Regions from separate parts of the Pan troglodytes genome. Here region 1 is linked to region 2. Evidence: chromatin contacts called from public Hi-C data. All regions are on one chromosome and are shown on one strand. Each heading gives the region's core, a stretch centred on a gene start, on an enhancer-like site or on the middle of the called end of the contact. The rest is flanking DNA. Distances are from core to core; before and after follow the strand shown. Region 1 holds the start of TP53INP2 (tumor protein p53 inducible nuclear protein 2). Region 2 holds the start of MAP1LC3A (microtubule associated protein 1 light chain 3 alpha).

The links. A called contact is a pair of places that touch in the nucleus more often than the background predicts.
Region 1: a Hi-C map of induced pluripotent stem cells shows a contact between it and region 2, with 2.4 times the contacts expected there. The contact joins the promoter of TP53INP2 here to the promoter of MAP1LC3A in region 2. A contact is called at or near these places in 2 of 7 Hi-C or Micro-C datasets (both in induced pluripotent stem cells) and 1 of 1 datasets of contacts at active chromatin or transcription factors (stem cell-derived excitatory neurons).

Annotation. Positions count from the first base shown.
Region 1 is chr21:40,936,758-40,944,383 of NHGRI_mPanTro3-v2.0_pri, reverse strand. It overlaps TP53INP2 (tumor protein p53 inducible nuclear protein 2), which reads right to left and starts at 2,437. Exons shown (of 5, transcript XM_001160082.6): 1 at 2,193-2,437; 2 at 1,231-1,347.
Region 2 is chr21:40,793,878-40,800,630 of NHGRI_mPanTro3-v2.0_pri, reverse strand. It overlaps MAP1LC3A (microtubule associated protein 1 light chain 3 alpha), which reads right to left and starts at 2,188. Exons shown (of 4, transcript XM_001159668.6): 1 at 1,892-2,188; 2 at 1,521-1,576; 3 at 1,331-1,437; 4 at 439-1,048. The coding sequence starts at 1,931. The coding sequence ends at 886. It overlaps PIGU (phosphatidylinositol glycan anchor biosynthesis class U), which reads left to right. Exons shown (of 12, transcript NM_001280440.1): 12 at 1-233.

The DNA of each region.
Region 1 (7,626 bases), core at 1,188-3,687, 140 kb before region 2:
AGAATCACCTCACTTCCATACCCTGAGAATATTTCCACATCTGCAGACTCACAGTAGGCTTAAGATGCTGGCTTCCCTGGTGGGATGGGGGTGGGAGATCTACAGGGATTAAGAAGGTGGGGCCACCCCCAACTAGTGTCCACCCAGCACAATTCACGTATCCCAACCCATCTGTAGCCACAGGGAGCTAGTGACTCCATTACCAAAAGCCCAGAAAGTTTGGCCCCTCTTGAAGGAAGGGAATATCGAGGCCTTGATGAGGCACATCCTCCTTCCAAGAACCTACTACTTCATGGAATATGAAAGAGAAGTTAAGAGCTGTTTCAGGGACCATCATATTCACCCAGCCCATTTTAAAATCTGATGATCAGAAAGAACACATAAATCTATCCAAAAATACATGGCTAGATAGTGGCAGGGCAGACCTAGTCCCACGTTACTGTGCATCCAGTCCAGAGTGTACACAGTCAGGAAAGACTCAGCAAACAATCCCCAAGAATACAATGATGCAGGGGTACAGGGAGGTGGAAAAGACCTTGACCTAGCCACACCACCCCTCGCCTAGTTACAAAAGGGTCTGGGGTTACTGGCACCAAGATTTAGCATGCATTTACTGAAGACCCACTGTGTACCAGAGCCTGCACTGTGCCTCCCCAAATTTCAGATAGGTTTAGGGGACGGAGGCTCAGGGGAAAAGCTCCCTGCCTGAGGTCACACAGCAAGTCGGTGACAGCCAGGAGTGAAAGCAGCACCAGCCAGCCAGTGCCTGCCCCCTCTCCTGACCACTTGGGGAGCCTCCCAGATTTCCTTTCCCAGCCCTGCCAGCTTCCTGGTTCTCACATTCCCGGTTCTGCTCCAGGGAGAACCATTCCCTTTAATAACTACAGCAGCTCTGCCCAGAATAGCATTTGTGCCCTAAGCCACCCCTACCCCCAGCCCATCCTTGAGCAAACTCCCAGCAGGAATGGAGTTCCTGGTTCAGCCTCTAGGCCCATCCACTTGTTAAGTCAGAAACTCTCCTTATCCTATCCCTTCTCCTATACTCTCTGTGGGCAGAGGTGACGAGGGAGCAGCAAAACACCTGCAATTGTCTGCACTAGGCCAGGTCAGGCCCTTCCTAGCTGACAACCTAGGAAGTTGAGAAGGTAAAGGGCCAATAGAGGGAACCCTCACCCCACCCTCCACCCCAACATCAGCCCTGGAGACACCCCGAGGCAGCCAATGACTCACCTCTCTGTGATCCAAACAGCTGGGAGGCAGCGATTTTATTGGACTCTAGGACTTCAAGGTACAGTGAGGACAGAAGGGGTCAGGACCACAAAAGGTGAACCAATCTCCAGAGATTCCCTGGAAAAAGGTCCAGGAGTAAGGACACCTAGGAGCCTATCAAACCGTGATAAGGCTGAGCCCAAGATCGGGTCCCCAGTGGAAGGAGGATGTGTATCTTACCACTTGTACTGAGCCCCTATTATGTCTTTGCCCCTGGCTAATAATCCATCTGTCACTCAGTGAGCATGACTCTAATTGGTTATGTGACCTCGAGAGAGCTAATCCTCCTCTCTGGGCCTGTTGCCCCTTCCATGCACTGGGGTCTAAGACCCTTCATTTTGGGTCTGGGAGTGACATCAGCTAAGGCGCTGCACACAAATCAGGGATTAGGAGGATGTTATTCTGTTAGTCCCTGGGGGCGGAGTCTGGAGCCGGAGGGAGGGGATCCCACCACCATCTGGTGCTGTCCCAACCACCTGGAGTCCCATGCAGCCCTGAACTCCTGACGACCCCCTCAACCTAGGCCCAGCAGCGCCGTCTGACTCCTTCTCAGGTTGCAAAGAGAAAGTAGGGGATCAGAGGCCTGACCCCAGCCCCTGGATAAGCCTAGGAAATCGCCGATCCCCCTGCAGCCCCCTTTGGATTGCAGCGTCTCACCCAGGGCCCAGCCCCGACACAGCGGCTACCGGGTCACGGGAGGACAAGCGACCCGAGCCTGTGGGGGCGGTGCCGGCCTTGGTGACGTCTCAATGTCATATGCAAATAGAACGACGTCATGGTCTACCGGGCGTGCGGCAACCAATCGGGAGCCGGGAACGCGGCCCCGGCGGCCGCCGGCGGAGACAGACAAAGGCCCGGGCGCGGGGGGCGCAGGGCGTGTCCGTGGCAGGGGAGCCCCCAGGCCCACCCGGGTCGGGACTCACCTGGGGGCGGGAGGGGGGCGGCGCGGCGTTGAGGTAGTTGTGCGGCGGGGCGTCCCAGGGTCGCCGGCCGCTCACAGGCCGGGCCGCATCGCCGGGACTCGCGGGGGAGGCGGCGGGGCCGCGGTCGCTCCGGGCTGCTGAGCTCGCCCGCGGGGCTTTGAGTCTGTGCGGCCGCTGCGGCGGGGCTCACGGCACAAATTGGAACGTTCAAACAGCTGATTGTGACGTCACAAAGGGGCCCGCCCGCCTCGCGTCACCGGCTGGCGGGGCGGCGGCCAATCCCGGGCTGCGGATGCCCCCCTGCCCCTCCCCTCCCCTCCCCTCCCGGTTTGCGGGCCGGGCGCTCGGGCCGGGAAACGTTCTCGGAACCGGGAGGGTGAGTGTTCGGGGAGGCAGCTGCGGGGAGCTGGGAGCCCTGCGCCGCGGCGAGCTCTCCGCGAGGAGGATCTCCACTCCCTCCTACCGGCTCCTTATTTTCCTGATTCTTCCCGGATCGCAGCGCCCTCACCTCTCCCACTGCTCCCCAAATCCTTTCACTGCATCCTATATCCAAGTCCCCCGATGCGGACCCTGTTCTTGACCCACACCACGTCCGTGCACCTCCATTCTCCCCACTGCCCTTATTCCTGCTCTCCCTCCCTCCTCTGGCTCACCTCCTCAGCCTTACACACTTTCTGCTTTCCCACCCCGTTTTTCCTCAGCTCGGCGGGCTTGAGAAAAGAGGGACATCCCCAACCCCCGGTTCCCGGGGAGCATCTGGGAATGTAGAGAAGTTAGTGAAGCTGACGTGAAATTTCGCAGAGTAGGACTTGGAGAGGAATTGCCCTGGGCTGAGTAAACATTGACCTGAGACGGCTCTGCACTTGAACGTTTACATACCTTATTTAATCTATGTTGCTACCGGGGCTGTAAAGAAGTGGCAGGACAGGGACTGATTATGAGTCCTGATTTACACGTGGGAAAGCTGAGTCTCACAATCTCACTGTTAGCGTGTGAACTCATGTTCAACAATGCATTCAACATTTATTAGGCACCTACTATTGCACCACCATACCACTAGCTGACATGTATTGGCACACTTACTGTGTGCCACGACCTGTGCTATGGGTGTGTTTTTTTATCTTCACAACAACCCAAAAGGTAGATATTGTCCCGTTTTACAGTTGAGGAAACAGACTCAGAGAGCTCAAGTGACTTTCTTAGGTCACAAAAGTACAGTCAATGGCAGAGCCAGGATTTGAACCCATAGCTCCCAGCCCTGACCCTCTCCATTCTCTACATGAACCAGATGGTCTAAACCTCAGGGCGCTTCAGCCTCCCCAGAGTCCTGGCTTTCAGTCCTGACTGTGCCCTAGACTTGCTGTGTGACCTCAAGTCATGTTACCTCTCTGGGTCTCAGTTTGTCAAACAAACATATCCAGGCTTCCCTCTAGAGCTGCCATTGTAAGATTCTTCCACACTCTCTGCCCTCAGGATCCCACCCACCCCACGCTCTAGGCCCCAGCTCTCCCAGTGGCCTGGGAGATGCCCGAGAAGAGACCACAAATACGCATATCAGAATCTCCAGGGCCAGAGGTTCTAGGTCAGCAGAGCAGGGCTGGTGGGAGAGGGTCCGAGAACTGCCCACCTAGCCCAAAAGGAGGCCGGAGGTGACCTAGGCCAGAGGTTAATGCTCTAGTGATAAAACTTTTTTTTTTTTTTTTTTTGAGACAGAGTCTTGCTCTGTTGCCCAGGCTGCAGTGCAGTGGCGCGATCTCGGCTCACTGCAAGCTCCGCCTCCCGGGTTCACGCCATTCTCCTGCCTCAGCCTCCCGAGTAGCTGGGACTACAGGCGCCTGCCACCACGCCTGGCTAATTTTTTGTATTTTTTGTATTTTTGTATGTTTAGTGTTAGCCAGGATGGTCTCGGTCTCCTGACCTTGTGATCTGCCTGCCTCGGCCTCCCAAAGTGCTGGGATTACAGGCGTGAGCCACCGCACCCGGCACTCTAGTGATAAAACTCTATCCCAGCCTCATCTGAAACCCCCAAGGGACTCCTTAACCCTAGCGACAGGGGAAGAAGCCAGAAAAAAATAACCCAAGGTTGAGGGGTGGAGAGGGGAGTGGCATTGTGGCCCTTGGAGTGTTATACCCAAAGTGTCCTCATTCCATGCAACTCTGAGCCTCTGCCCATCACAGCCACTTCCTGCTAACCTCATACCCTTTCAGACCTACTTGCTGACTTTAATTAAATAATCCCTAACACGTCTCTCCTGTCAAGCCACTTGTTTGTTCTAAAACCTGATGTGGCTCCTAAAGCCCCACACTCCTAACACAGAACTCATGCCCCCCATGCTCCGGCCCCAGTTCTCTCCAGCTTCACCTCCCCTTCTCCTACACGCATCTTGTGCTAAAGTTAAACTCCTTGTTGACTCTACAGCACTCTCCCACCTCCACCCTTTTGCTCAAGCTGTTTCCCCTGCCTGGAATGCCTTCTTCAGAACTTTCTGAAATCCAGATCTTTCCTGTCTTCAAGATTCTACTTGGCCAGGTGTGGTGGCTCACACCCATAATCCCAGCACTTTGGGAGGCCAAGGCAGGAGGATTGCTTGGGGCCAGGAGTTTGAGACCAGCCTGGCCAATATAGCGAGACCACTTATCTGCAAAAAATGAGAAAATTAGCCAGATGCCATGCACCTGTAGTCCCAGCTGCTTAGGGAGGCTGAAATAAGAAGATCACTTGGGTTTAGGTTACAATGAGCTATGATCAAGCCACTGCATTCCAGCTTGGATGACAGAGCCAGACCCTGTCTCTTAAAAAAGAGAGAGAGAGAGAGGGAGAGATTCTACTCACCCTTTCTTCCTCTAGGTAGCCTTCCTTGTCCCTACCCACGAGTTGATGGCTACCTTGATGGACATTTATTTGTTCCATAAACAGTAAGTGATGATGACTCATTGTATGTGTATGTGTCTTCTCAAGTGAATGGTTGGCATCCCAAGGGCAGAGTCTTTGTCCCTATACTGCCCGCACCCAGCTTGTGGGGGTCTGGCATAGAGTAGACTTTCATCACAGGCTCAGTAGTTATAGCTTGAAGCTTAAGAAGGGTGGCTGGGGGCTGGGCGCGGTGGCTCACGCCTGTAACCCCAGCACTTTGGGAGGCTGAGGCGGGCGGATCACGAGGTCAGGAGATTGAAACCATTCTGGCTAACACGGTGAAACCCCGCCTCTACTAAAAATACAAAAAATTAGCCAGGCGTGGTGGCGGGCGCCTGTAGTCCCAGTTACTCAGGAGGCTGAGGCAGGAGAATGGCGTGAACCCGGGAGGCGGAGCTTGCAGTGAGCAGAGATCGTGCCACTGCACTCCAGCCTGGGCGACAGAGTGAGACTCCATCTCAAAAAAAAAAAAAAAAAAAAGAAGGGTGGCTGGTTCAGGAGTATACACCTGCACTCTCTACCCTGTGTGGCAATGGTCTGTTGAACACATGGTTCTGGTTCCCCAAGCCCAGAAAAGGGGGCTCTTGGCTACACTCTGGTACCTTAAGTGACCGGACTCTGTTCCCAGAATTAGCTGAACCCCATTTCTAGGCTGCTAAGTCTTTCTAGGCTGCTAAGTCAGATCTCAGTCTTCCATTTCTCTGTAGAGTCAGAGGTACCCATGGAAGTCCCCTCCTGAAACCCCTAGGACCCATTCCTCCTGTCCACTACAAAGATTTATTACCTGGGCTGGAGGAGGCCTCAGACATCAACTCATCCAAACCCCTCATTTTATAGGTGAGGAAACTGAGGTGCACTGAGGCACATGCAGGTCAAGATACTTGCTTAGAATCATACAGCAGCAAAGCTATCTACTGACCCTGGCCCCAGAAAGTGGGCTTAGTATTCTGAGACTCTGGTCTGGGCCGGCAGGCTGTAAAAAGAGGCAGCAGAGCTGGGCGCGGCAGTGCTGGCCAGTAATCATAGCACTTTGGGAGGCCAAGGCAGGAGGATTGCTTAAGCCCAGGAGTTCGATACCAGCCTGGCCAACATGGCAAAATCCTGTCTCTATTAAAAATACAAAATTTAGCTAGGTGTGGTGGCCTGCACCTGAAGACCCAGCTACTCAGGAGGCTGAGGTGGGAGGATCAATTGAGCCTGGGTGGTTGCACTTCAGCCTAGGCAACATAGGGAGACACTGTCTCAAAAAAAAAAAAAAAAAAAGGCAGTGAACATCATGCTGGGGTAACTCTGGAGTCTCATTTCCAATCAGACAGAGGGTGCCATTCCTATGCACACACATGGATAATCATGGGTATCTGTGCATACAATGAAGGCATCCATATATAAACATATACACACATGCACATGAGCTCATACTCAGAGTTACTAGGGACCCACGCCCATCTAACCCATGCCCAGGTGTGAGTACCTGCCCAATTTCATGGGCTGCAGGACTGGAGGTCAAGAGGCCACCCTTCAGGCCGGGCGCAGTGGCTCACGCCTATAATCCCAGCACTTTGGGAGGCCGAGCCAGGCAGATCACCTGAGGTCAGGAGTTCGAGACCAGCCTGGCCAACATAGTGAAACCCTGTCTCTACTAAAAAATACCAAAAAACTAGCCAGGCGTGGTGGCATGCACTTGTGGTCCCAGCTACTTGGGAGGCTGAGGCAGGAGAATTGCTTGAATACGGGCGGCAGAGGTTGCCAGTGAGCAGAGATCGCGCCACTGAACTCCAGCCTGTGCAACAGAGCAAGACTCCATCTCAAAAATAAAAATAAAAAAAAAGAGGCCACCCTTCTATTCCTCGGGCTTGCCCTCACCTGGGGGCTCCCCACTGGCTTGCCACTCCCATTGCCTGCCCCCCTCCTTGCCCCCTTAAAGTGATGTGTCAGCCTGGGTGTGTTGCTCAAGGGACCTTGTGTGTACTTGCGGGTATGGGCCAGTCTGTGTGCTTAGCTGGAGAACTGGCTCACCACTCCCTTCCTTTCCCACCCTCCCCTGCCCCCCGCCCTGAGATAGAGAGTGAGGCTGAGAGGAATCCCTCTGACATAGATAATAAATTCTTCCTATCTTACCGGTGAAAAAACTGAGACAGAGAGGGGAAAACATTTAATTGGTAAAGCCAGCTAGAGCAGGCATAATCCCCAAATTCCCCCAACAGATGGGCCTACACATTAACAAGAGGCCATATTCCAAGAACTTCTATTCAAAAAGCTTTGTTGTGGCCCAGGTGTGGTGGCTTCCACCTGTAATCCCAGCACTTTGGGAGGCTAAGGCCGGCACACAACTTGAGCTCAGGAGTTCAAGACCAGCTTGGCCAACATGGTGAAACTAAAAATACAAAAATTAGCCAGGAGTGATGGCAGGTGCTTTTAATCCCAGCTACTCGGGAGGCTAAGGCAGGCGAATCACTTGAACCCAAGAGGTGGAGGTTGCAGTAAGCTGAGATGGCACCACTGCACTCCAGCCTGGGCAAC
Region 2 (6,753 bases), core at 939-3,438:
CAGGCGAGTGCTTGGGCAGAAGAGGTTCGAGTCCAGGGTCACAAGTCTCTGGTACCAAAAGGGACCCATGGCTGACAGCAAGGCCTATGGGGAAGAACTGGGAGCTCCCCAACTTGGACCCCCACTTTGTGGCTCTGCACACCAAGGAGCCCCCTCCCAGACAGGAAGGAGAAGAGGCAGGTGAGCAGGGCTTGTTAGATTGTGGCTACTTAATAAATGTTTGTTTTTTGTTATGAAGTCTACCCTGAGACCACATCTGCATTGCACTCCTAGAGGGGGTGGCCCCTAATAATGTTCTGGAACACTACACACAGGTGTGGGTTTCCAGAGCGAGCACCGCGGCCACAGAACACAAGTCTGTGCGCCAGAGCCCGGGGATGGTGCGGGCAGCCCCACCAGCACCCTCCCGACTCCCAAGCAAGCGGCTGGAGGCACAGGGCCAGGCAGGCCTGAGCAATCTTTATTCTGCAGAGGGACAATGACCACAGATCCATACACCACGTGGAGACCGAGGGGCGGGGAGCCAGGGGCCAGTCTTTCAGGGGTGGGCAGGTCCAGGCAGTGGGCAGAGCCTCGGGTGGGTGAGGGGCAGATGGGCAGACAGGCAGGGGCCTAAAAAAAAGATGAACCACACAGCAGGGGTGCTGGGAGCTGCTCCCCACCCTCCCCCATCCCACCAGCCAGCACCCAGAGGGACAACCCTAACATGACCGGCCCAGGATCCACCCAGGGGCAGAGTAGGTGGGTTGGTGCCCTCTGACTAGGGGGGCACATGCCTGCCCAGCCCACCATGGTAGAGGCAGCTCAGTTCAGGAACCAGGAGCTCCCTGGGCAGGGCCTGACCGGGGCCCCCCGACTACCAGGCCGACCCCCCCTACTGCTGGCTCAGAAGCCGAAGGTTTCCTGGGAGGCGTAGACCATGTAGAGGAAGCCGTCCTCGTCTTTCTCCTGCTCGTAGATGTCCGCGATGGGCGTGGACACACTCACCATGCTGTGCTGGTTCACCAGCAGGAAGAAGGCCTGCGTGGGGTTCAGCTGCAGGCGGCGCCTGCAGCCGGCGGGAGAGTATGCAGCTGTGAGGGGCTTGGCTGCGGGACGGACATAGCCCTGACCCCCAGAATGATTCCCAGCCTTTCACACCCATTCTCACCCCAGCTGTCACCTCTGACCCAACACCGACTGCAGCCCCGACCTTGACCTTTCCAGCCGCCCCAGAACAGGGGCCCACCGCCCAGTCCCATCACCCCTGACCCCACTCCCACCCCTTCTCGGCGGGAACCCGGCTCCCCTCCCGACCCTAGCCACCTCCTGGCGGCAGCTGCCCACGCACCGGATGATCTTGACCAACTCGCTCATGTTGACATGGTCCGGGACCAAAAACTTGGTCTTGTCCAGGACGGGCAGCTGCTTCTCACCCTTGTAGCGCTCGATGATCACCTGGGAGCAGGGCGGGCGGGCAGGGGGTCGTGTCGGGGACGCGCGAGGCGGGGGCGGGGCAGGGCTGGGGGCGCGGGACTCACCGGGATTTTGCTGGGGTGCTGGTCGCGGATCTGCTGTACCTCCTTACAGCGGTCGGCTGCGGACAGCGGCCAGACCGTGAGGCCGGGTCGGGCCCGGCCCAGGTCCGCCCCGCCTGTCCCCGAGGGGCGGCCCCCGGCCACGCCCCAGCTCCAGCCCCCGCCCCCGGGGCCATCAGGCCCCACAGCCCCTGGCACCTATCGCGGTGGGGAAGCGGGCAGCCCCCGCCCAGGCCGGAGCTGGTCCCAGCCCGAGGGTCCAGCCAGAGCCTGACGTCACGGGGCTGACGTCACCTGCGGCAGTCGGGGTCGGCCGGCGCCCCCCCCCCCCGGCACCCCTGCCCAGAGCTCGCAGCCCGCCTGCCGGGCCTCACCGAAGCTTCGCCGCTGCTTGAAAGGCCGGTCTGAGGGCATCGCGCGGGCCCGGCTGGGCGCGCAGGCCGGGGCTCTGGGGCGCGGGGATGTGTCTGCGGTTTGGGGGCTCCGGGGGCTCCGTGCCTCGCGCTCAAGGGCTCCGGGGCTCGCGCTGAGCACGGCGGCTGCGGCTGCGGGAGGTAACTCGCCCGGTGACGTCAGGTCACAACATTCCTTAAAGGGGAGGCCAGTGCGCCGCTCCCATTGGGCCGACGCACAACCCGCCCGCCCGGACCCGTGACGTCACGGCGCAGAGAGCCTGGGTCCGCGGACCGGGACGCGAGGGGCGGGGCTTCTGGGCGCGTCACAGCCCCGTGACGTCATGGGCAGCGCGGGAGCTTCTCCCGCGGCCCGAACTCAAGGTAAGGCCCGGAGGGCGGTGGGGCCGCCCTGGGCCGATGGAGCGGGCGGGCCAGGCTGCAGCCCCACGGCATCACTTCCCGCCCTCACCGAGTCTGTGTCAAGACTGACGCGGTTCTGGGCGCCGTGGGAAACAGCCGGAGCCAAAGGCCCGGCGCCTTCACGGGGCTTAGGGCGAGAGAAGGGAGAAGGTGCGGGAGGCATAGTCAGACACAGGATAGAACAAGATGCTAGAAATGAACGCCCAGGTTTGAAAAAGAATAATATAATTGAAAAGTAGAGCCATCGAAATTCAGGTCTCAGAGGATGAGGTGAGAAGGCAGAAAAGGACAACAGAAGAGAAATCGTGGACCTGGAGGCTGATCGGAAGCAGCTCACCAGAGAGACAGGTGATGGAGAATAAAAAGGAAAAGGCCACGGATGGCAACACCAGGAGAACTCGCGGGCCCGAGCAGAGCTCCAGAGGCGAACACTGAAAGACCTGCAGACAGTTCCTGAAGAAGAGCTGCCAGAAATGATGCTTAAAATCCAGAGCAGAATGCGCAGACCGAAGATCAACATTTTTTTGGGGGTGGGGAGGGGGACGAAGTCTCGTTCTATTGCCAGGCTGGAGTGCAGTGGTGCGATCTCAGCTCACTGCAACCTCTGCCTCCCGGGTTCAAGCGATTCTCCTGCCTCAGTCAGCCTCCTGAGTAGCTGGGATTACAGGCGCCTGCCACCACGCCCAGCTAATTTTTGTATTTTTAGTAGAGATGGAGTTTCACCATGTTGGCCAGGATGGTCTCGATCTCCTGACCTCGTGATCCACTCGCCTCGGCCTCCCAAAGTGCTGGGATTACAGGTGTGAGCCACCACGCCTGGCCGCCGAAATAATTTTTAAAGAATGTAGTTTAGTAACAAGGACATGGAACCCAAAAGGAAGAAATTAGATGGAAAAATGGTGAGCAAATTGGTAAACATGTGAGTGAATCTAAACAAGCATTTAATATGCAATATGAATAATAATGATTAATTTGTGGGCCACAGAAACAAGATGCATGAGACACAAGAACATGGAAGACTGAGAGGGCAATCAGAGTTAAGGTGTTCTAGGAAGTTCGATTTGAGAGGGGGATAAAGAGACTGATCATTGTCTGGCTTTGTAAAGTCAGATGTGTATTTCAGATACTTAAGAGGATCACCAAAAGAATACAAACGGAACTATAACTGCCAATGCAGAGAAAAGGGTAGTGATGGGTATTAAAACTATAATGGAAGGGAGAAAAAGGAAGCAAAGTAAAAGGGATGGTAAATATATAGTACAAAACCAGTGGTAGAAAATGTGGTTTACATTCACCTCTTAAAACACAGATGACCAGATTGGCCAAGAAAAAATAAGATGCAGCTCTATGCTATTTACAAGAGGACATTTAAAACCTAAGGGCACCAAAAAGTAAAACGATGGAAAAAGGTGTACTAGAGAAAAACTAACCAAAAGATGTACGTATAGAAAACGCAGACAAAATAGGCCTTCAGGCAGAAGACACTGGGGATAAGAGGATCAACATGAAATGATGCAAGGAGGAACTCTGTGAAGAGAGGAAAGTTCTGAACTGCTATGTTCCAGGGTTTTTGTTTTTAAGGCTGAAAATAGGCCAGACGCAGTGGCTCATGCCAGTAATCCCAGCACTTTGGGAGGCCAAGGTGGGCGGATCACTAGAGGCTGGGAATTCAAGACCAGCCTGGCCAACATGGCAAAACTCTGTCTCTACTAAAAATACAAAGATTAGCTAGCTGGGCGTGGTGGTGCACGCCTGTCATCCCAACTACTCAGGTGGCTGAGGCACAATAATTGCTTGAACCTGCTAGGCGGAGGTTGCAGTGAGCTGAGATTGCGCCACTGCCCTCCAGCCTGGGCAACAGAGTGAGACTCTGTCTCGAAAAAAAAAAAAAAAGAGGCTGAAAATATATTAAGAACACAAGGAGAAATTGCCAAGTCCTCCATCATAGGGAGACTTAAGACCTCTTTGAGTAACTAATAAACCAAACAACCAAAAAAAAAAGGACATAGAGGATGTTAATACAGTTACTAATCAAGATCAATGAACCCCAATAGAAAACCTGAGTTAATTTTTTAACTTTTAAAATTTAAATTTCAGACCTGTGTGAGACCAACACATTATTTTCAATCACACAAGGAACATTTACAAAAATGACCCAACTACTAGGGTGCACGACAAATCTCAACAGATATCAAATCTGTTTCAACCATATTCTTGGGCCACAGACAAAAGCCGCGTAAGCTCCAGCTGTGTGGAAATTTAAACCTATTCTAAATATGAAGTCATATATAAATAAAAATTATTTAGTTCAAACAAAAAATGAGGATACATATACTAAGAAAACTTGGTGGCCGGGCGCAGTGGCTCACGCCTGTAATCCCAGCACTTTGGGAGGCCAAGGCAGGCGGATCACGAGGTCAGGAGATCGAGACCATCCTGGCTAACATGGTGAAACCCTGTCTCTACTAAAAATACAAAAAATTAGCTGGGCGTGGTGGCGGGCACCTGTAGTTCCAGCTACTCGGGAGGCTGAGGTAGGAGAATGGCGTGAACCTGGGATGCGGAGCTTGCAGTAAATGGAGATCGCGCCACTGCACTCCAGCCTGGGCGACAGAGCGAGACTCCATCAAAAAAAAAAAAAAAAAGAAAACTTGGGAGGGGGGCCATAGCAGGCCAGGTGTGGTGGTTCATACCTGTAATCCCAGCACTTTGGGGGGCCCAGACTGGAGAATTGCTTGAGCCCAAGAGTTCAAGGCTGCAGTGAGCTGTGATTGCAGCTCTGCATTCCAGCCTCGGTGACAAAATAAGATCCATTTCTTTAAAAAAAAAAAAAAATCAGATTTATAGCCTTATTACATAGATGTTTTACTTAGATAATAAATACAGAAAATCCATGAGCAGAGTTTCAAAGAAATTTAAGGAGTAATAGTGTAATCCTAGCACTTTGGGAGGCCCAGGTTGGAGAATCATTTGAGCCCAGAAGTTTGAGACCAGCCTGGGCCACATAGTGAGACCCCGTCTCCACAAAAATGAGAAAATTAGGCCAGGCACAGTGGCTCACGCCTGTAATCCCAACACTTTGGGAGGCTGAGGTGGGCAGATCACTTGAGGCCAGGAGTTCGAGACCAGCCTGGCCAACATGGCAAAACCCTGTCTCTACTAAAAATACAGAAGTTAGCTGGGTGTGGTGGTGCATTCTGTAATCTCAGCTACTTGGGAGGCCAACGCACAAGAATTGCTTGAATCCGGGATGCAGAGGTTTCAGTGAGCCAAGATCATGCCACTGCACTCCAGCATGCGTGACAAGAGTGAGACTCTGTCTCAAAAAAAAAAAAGAAAAAGAAAATTCGCTGGCTTTGGTGGCACACACCTATAGTCCCAACTACTCAGGAAGGATCGTTTGAGTGACAGAGGCCCTTTCTCAGAAAAACAAAAAATGCTGAAAACAAACAAAAAACAACAACAACAACAAAAAATAGGCCAGGTGTGGTGGCCCACACCTGTAATCACAGCACTTGGGGAGGCCAAGGCAGGCAGATCACTTGAGTCCAGGAGTTGTAGACCAGCCTGGGCAATATGGTGAAACCCCATCTCTACCAAAAAAAAAAAAATACAAAAAATACAAAATACAAAAATTACAAAATACAATTTTGTATTTTGTACAAAATACAATTTTGTATTTTGTACAAAATACAAAAAAATTAGCTGGGTATGGTGGCACGTGTCTGTAGTCCCAGCTACTTGGGAGGCTGAGGCAGGAGAATCACTTGAACCTGGGAGGCGGAGGTTGCAGTGAACTGAGATCACGCCACCGCACTCCAGCCTGGTGACAGAGCGAGAGTTTGTCTCAAACAAACAAACAAAAAAAAACCCCAACGTACAGTAAACATGTACTTAAAGGTAAAACACTATACTATGTGGTGAAACATGAAATATTCTCTTAAAAGCCAGGAACAAATGGCTAGTAAAGACAATTCAGTAGTGTACAGGGGTCCAGGGCACCAAGACAAAAAAAGAGCAAACCTGTCACTCACAGCCAGGAAATCCAAGAGAATCTACACACAGTGAAAGACTGGTAACTACTGAAGGCTGAGGACACCTGATAGGTAATAACTTTAGAGGAACGTGGAAAGATGGGCTCTTTCCACTGCTGCTGGGAGTGTAACTGACCTCAGCTACACTGGAGAGCAGTTTGGCAAAATTGACCCAAACTGAAGATGCCCATGTCTTTCCTACACACCAGGAATTCCACTGTGTGTGCCCAGGAGCCCAGGGAAACAAGGGTAAGAATGTTTATTGTAACATTTTCATAATAGCAAAAAGTTGGGAACCACCTAAATGTCTTATTCAATAGCTTGCTGTGTGTTCCTATAACAGAACCACACCCTGTTTAATGAAAGATGGAGAGGAGTCGGCAAATG